2 separate regions of the Mus musculus genome follow, and region 1 is linked to region 2. A link is a contact called in public Hi-C data. All regions are on one chromosome and are shown on one strand. Each heading gives the region's core, a stretch centred on a gene start, on an enhancer-like site or on the middle of the called end of the contact. The rest is flanking DNA. Distances are from core to core; before and after follow the strand shown.

The links. A called contact is a pair of places that touch in the nucleus more often than the background predicts.
Region 1: a contact with region 2 is called in a Hi-C map of cerebellar granule neurons, with 2.8 times the contacts expected there. The contact joins two enhancer-like sites. A contact is called at or near these places in 11 of 484 Hi-C or Micro-C datasets (CD4 T cells, the HL-1 cell line, the HPC-7 cell line and 7 more), 2 of 115 datasets of contacts at active chromatin or transcription factors (astrocytes and intestinal villus epithelium) and 1 of 9 other capture datasets (embryonic stem cells).

What each region holds. Positions count from the first base shown.
Region 1 is chr3:28,343,817-28,346,979 of GRCm38.p6, reverse strand. The region is part of intron 1 of Tnik (TRAF2 and NCK interacting kinase); the gene reads right to left. Among named protein-coding and RNA genes, the nearest start is that of Mir466q, 75 kb to the left of the region's middle. Within about 2 kb of position 1,334, at least 6 of the 459 cell types and tissues checked have an H3K27ac peak or open chromatin away from gene starts, as enhancers often do. A contact at or near this core is called in cerebellar granule neurons and cerebellum, where this site is marked.
Region 2 is chr3:28,166,855-28,169,643 of GRCm38.p6, reverse strand. No RefSeq gene overlaps it. Among named protein-coding and RNA genes, the nearest start is that of Gm42196, 8.3 kb to the left of the region's middle. Within about 2 kb of position 1,288, at least 2 of the 459 cell types and tissues checked have an H3K27ac peak or open chromatin away from gene starts, as enhancers often do. A contact at or near this core is called in cerebellar granule neurons and cerebellum, where this site is marked.

The DNA of each region.
Region 1 (3,163 bases), core at 85-2,584, 180 kb before region 2:
ATGGGCTTATTCAGTTAAGCACACAAGACTAAGAGGAAAACAACCCAAGATAAACTTATAGCATATTTGAATATTTCTTTTGGTTTTGATTTTATAGATTTGTTTACTTGTTATTTTATATGCACGTGTATATACACAAATATATGTATATGTACCATTCAGGAGTTCAAGAATGCTAAAGGAAGATGGCAGAGTGTCTGGAACTGGAGTTACGGATGCATGAGACACCTGATGCCCTCAGAGCTTACCCACTGAGCCACCCCTCTGGCACAGGCCTGGTTATTTTAACCCTTTGACTGCTGTTGAGACTCACTAGCTAGTCCTTTCCATGCCCTTTGCCAGAAGATTGCCCTGCCACAGCTGTACACTGGTACACGGAATACAGGATATAAGCCAACACAAGATTTGTGTTCAGAGGCTGTTTCCAACATATCCAGAGCCAGGAATTGGCAGGCTGATTCCAGAAAGTGCATCAAAAAAAAAACATCACGAATGACTATTTGGCAAATTTTGGACAAGAATAGGTATCCTCGACTCTCCCGCAGGCCAATGAAGGCCACAAACACATGTTGCTTAAAAGATTGATTTTCACACAAAGGCCCTCATTTAAGTCTTTCCATCAGCAGAAATGTGATATAAATTCATGGAGAAATGCACCACAAGGCTCACAGAGATATGCAAACATTGGATTCCTCAAGACCTGTCAGGACAGTGCACCTTTCCTGTATTTCCAGCAACACAAGGTCCAAATGATGGGAACCAGACTCACAAAGACTTTGGCATGTTGCCTTTGCAGAGATGCTTAGATGAAGGAAAAAGATAGCAGCTGCAGCAGATGGACTTCAAGACAAGAACTGATTGCCTAAATAATTAAGTAAGAAATATTAGGAAAGCGTCCAAGGCTCTACTTTGTAAAGGAGAGCCTTAGCAGGACCATTTCCCCAAAGCTACTCATTTACCACCTGCCTATAACAAACCAATTATATGACTGTTTGCTTGAAAGTATTTTCAGCAGTGCTTCCCACACCATAAGTCACCATGCAGCTAGTGACTGGTAGAAGCTGCTAGAAGACACACACTTTATTCTGAATCTAGGAAGCTTATAGCCACTCTTGACTGTATGCCTTTTTACCCTGACACCTCCAGATAGCAGAAGGGGGCAAGAGATGAGGGTCCAAGATGGACAGACTGGACACAGTAATGAAGCCTTCTCTCTAGGGTCCTCAAGAAGGCAAATAGTAATTGCTTGGATTTTCTCCGATTCTCTCACATCCTGAGAGAGTTGGGATGGCCCAGGGCCATGGAGGAACAGCCAAAAGCATGTCAACAGATACCAGGGGGCAGGGCCTGTCATCTGGCATACAAAGACACAAGCCAATCCCAGTCCATCACTTCATGTCACTATTAATGGTACATATGGCTAGTTATCAATTCAGACAGACTGTTGACTGACTGCAGAGCCTCATTTGTATATGATCCCCCAACCCAAGGTTTTTGTGCCTATGGCTAAGCTAGAGGGTGGTTTGTTGGTCTTGAAAGACAGATAATGTTTGGATCAGAGACCTTTGTACTATCCGATGAGGCTCTAGAGGCAAAGTTATACAAATCAAAAGCTATAGCTGCATGACCTTGTGTCTAGGTAAGTTTCTATGAACATTGGATTTCCATTTCCAGGTTTGGGGAGCAGGAGAAGTTGCTCAGTAAAATGTTTGCTATACAAATGCAAGAACTTGAATTCAAAGCTGAAGCAACCACATTTAAAAACAAAACAAAACAAAGCAAACTGAATCCCACATCCTGTAATCCCAGCCCAAGGAGACAGGAACAGGAGGATCCTTAGGACTTGCTGGCCCCTCATTTGCTTTTTGTCAAGAACTCCCACCCAGGCCATGGTGACACCCATATTTAAGGTGGGTCTTCCCAATCTAGAAGCTCCCTCACAGATGTGTGCAGATGTTTGTCTCCTAGGTGTTCCCAGATCCTGTCAGGTTAACTCTATGTGCCACCACAGGCAGGTCAGCAGATTTGCTGTAGGACGTTCTAAAGGACTTCTCAGATGAACCAGAGTCATCCCAAGAACAGACTTCCTCCTCCCTTCCTCCTGAAATGCAGATGTTTTACCTGGAACCCTACAGCTGCCTCTGATCCTGTGGTGAATTGAGCATGAAAGCCAAATGCCAGACTCATAGAATGGTAACATGATCTTAAGAGTCCAGTGACCATGGTACCCCTGCGCCATCATGGCCTGCCTGTGTCTGAACTTCATTATAAGAGAGAGAGAAAATATCTCCCTCAATCCACTGAGATTCTGGCTTTTCTATAGGGTACAGATAGATTCTAATTGATTTGCTTTGAAGTTTGTTGTTCCGATTTTAAATATATTTATATGTAACTAGCCATGGTTATTTACACTCTTCTTACACACCAGCCTTTGGTCTTTTAATAGAAACAGCAGCCATTATAATTGTCCAAACATCTCACATCCCCTTCTTCTCTGTATTGGAAAATGGCATTTTCATGGGGTTTTAAAAATATTTTATTTTAAAATTATGTATATGTATGTACTTGTGTGAGGGTCTGTGCATAGTAAAGGTGACCTCAGCAGCCATATTCATTAGGTTCCCTGGAGCCAGAGTTTCAGACAGTGAATCAGTCACCAGAGATGGGTTCTAGGCATTAAACTCTGGTTCTCTGTAAGAGTAGTATATGCTCTTAGCCCCTGAGCCGTCTCTCCAGTCCCTCCCTATAGTTCTTGAAGCTAGATATGGACATGCGAATTATTCTGCCAGTAGACTGTGAAAGGAAGTGATGAGCCACTCGGGCCATCTGAGTGCCAGTTTGAGTCCCTGTGAAGACCATGAAAATTCATGGATCTATAAAGCAGCCCCTTGTGGAGAGGAGGGGTGAGATAGTCTTGGAAAACGCTTACCAATCTAGATAACAACACACAAATTCTGGGGACTCATTCTTATTAAGAGAATAAAACTCAAAAGATGATACCTGCTTTTGCAAGGCTGACCACTTCTGATAAGGCCTGAAACAGAGCATGCTGGGATTTGTAGTCTCTGCACCCGATAGAAACCAAGAGAACTACAAATCTTCTGACTTCATTGGAAGTCCTTTGAACTCCAAACATGCATTTTAAGCCACTCTCAAGGTAATC
Region 2 (2,789 bases), core at 39-2,538:
GAAAGATTTGCGGAAATAGCTGTTTTTCTCATTTCTCTGTGCTGAAATATTTTGTGCGTTCTTTGAGTATATAGGACTAATGTCTTGTGACACATGTGTCCCTAGAATGACCCAAAACAACAACAAATGACAATCTGTTTATTCTGAGCCCTATACTCTAGAACAGAAGCCATACCTTTTTATACAGGGAAAACTGTAGCCCAGAAAAATGAAGTGGGCTACTCAAGGTCACAGAACTAAAAAGGCAAAGCATTAAGCCATAACGGAGTAGGAGTATTTCAGTCTGAGGAGAACGATTTATGCTTTACATAAAATCCTGGTACCTATAGGCAGCTTGGGGAGAGCTAATGTTGGAATAGCCTGTGGTGAGATTCAGACCTGGGACAAATAACTGAGGTGCATAGTTTACATACCAAAGTGAACTTGGCCGCCAGGTTCTCTGGGCATCCCTCAGGCCCTACCTGTTACAGGGCATACATACTCTGCTCTCTGCCCTGAACTTTCCAGCTGAGGAGCTGGCTTACCCTCCCTCCCCCAGGAGCAAACATAAGTCCTTGAGTATGGATTTTAAGTGTGTGCTCCCAACCCTGCCCCACCCTCTCCTTTTCAATATAATACAGACATTTCGGTATCTCTTCTTGTTCTTGTTCTTCTTGCTCTTCAGCACTAAAGGCCAGACCAAGTGGACATCAGAGTCCCTTCCTTCCTCCTTGCCATGGGCCTAAGTTTGGTTCTAAGCACCCATGTTGAATGGCTCACAACCACCTGTAACTCTAGCTCCCATATGCATGCACGCACATGGAACCCACACACATAGAAACAAAAACACATAGAAACGAAAATCTTCAAACAAAACAAAATCTACATTGAGCCCAGAACACTCATGGGAAACAGCAAAGCCCACTGCAGGTCAGTGTGGATCTAGTGACTTGGTGACATATCAAACTTTACATCAGGGTGCTCACCTTCAACACAGGAGCAACTCGAGGTTCTTGGGCACTAAATTAATCGCAGACCATGGTGAGTGGGAAAGACTGCAGATTTGGGCAGAGGGCAGGCTCAAGCCTCTGGACCTGCAAGCAAACATAAGTCCTTGAGTGTGGATTTTTAAGTGTGTACTCCCAACCCCGCCCCACCCTCTCCCTTCTTTCTGTGTTTCCATCTTTCTATCTTTCTATTTTAACACTAGGGCCCAGCTTCTTATACTGGGGGTTACAGCTTTACCCTCCCAGTGACAGATTGCTCAGCTACACGCTGAGACATAAACCTCCTTCCAGTCATCCCAGAATTAGGCCCATAGATTTCCAGTTATGGAAGGGAGGTGTTCCAACTCAGGCAGCAGATGTAAATTATAGGCCTGAATGGATTTTGCATGAATTTCTCCTAGGCTACTTCCATGCTGCTTAAATACCACTTTTTAAAAGCAACATGGCATTGTATTTTCAGAGGCGATTTGTTTCCACTGCAGAGAGGGCTCCAGGAGGCCAGAGCAGTCTTTCAAGCTCTTCCCCTTGCAGGGAAGAACATTGACCAGTGAGCAGTTCTCTAGAACCCACAGTGGGATTTCATGGTTCCCCAGCCCATGCTCTCACACAGCTTCACTCTTCCTTTTAAGACAAAACTTAGGATCCAAGCTCAGCTTCCATATGTCCTGGGAAAAACAGCTCCGCCACCTGCAAAGACAGGGAGTGACTGTGCAGGAGGTCAGGTGGCAGATAGTAGCAATTCGTGTCCTAGCTGCTCAGCCAGGCCCACGTGCCTTGTGCTACGGACTCTTGGCTCTCTTTCTTGATACAATTTTTTGAGAACTCATTGAGTAAAGAACAAAAAGGCAGGCCCTGTGCTCCCTCCTCACTTCTTCCTAGAGGGATAGAACTGCGGTCACATTGAAATCCTGAGCATAATTTTACCACCCTGGAGGTGGGCACTCTCTCATAAGTAAAGCTCACTGGCTGTGTTGAGGCTCCAGCTCAGCAGCAGTTGAGCTGGGGGTTCGCCTGCACACAGCCCTGGCTTTAGTGGCCAGTACAAAAGCTGAGTTCATGAGCCAGGACACTGCAACTTCATTTCTTTCCCAATGTGCCCACTGTTTTCTTACTCGGATCTATTGGTGAGACATTTCACATGGAGCTCGAGATGACTATCTCAGCCCTTCCCATACGCACTCAGGGACTGGGGTTATTGAAACTATTTGTAGAGACATTTGGAGCTGGTTGGGTGATTCAGTTGGTAGAATATCTGCCGAGTTTGCACGAATCATTGGGTTTCACCCCTAACACTCCATAAATGGGGTGTGGTAGCACATATTTATAATCCTAGTTCTTAGGAGGTGGAGGCAGGAGGATGAGAAGTTCAAGGACATCTCCAGCAATATAAGCAGGTTTGGGCCGGCCTGCGATTCTCTGATACATGAGATCTTGTTGTTAAAAAGTGGGCTTGAAGAATAGAAACATGGCTCAGTGATGGACAGCACTTGTGTGTGTGACACACACATGCACACACTTAAAAATAATCAAAAATAAATATCTAAAAAGAAATCCCAAATGTTCCCAGGAGACCTCCCCAAGGTCAGACGTACACCGGGCCTCCGGCCTTGAGCACACTGTCGCCAGCTTGCATTACTGCATCACTAGTGGCTCCAGTATATCCAAGTGAAGAGTTAGATGCGCTCTACACAACTTTGAGTGGACAATACTGGGGGATGATTGTGTACTTGCATACATGTGCAGTTAGGTTGTGTGTCTGAGGTCATCCTAAGCTGAAGTTTCTCAGGAGCTGTCCACCTTGTG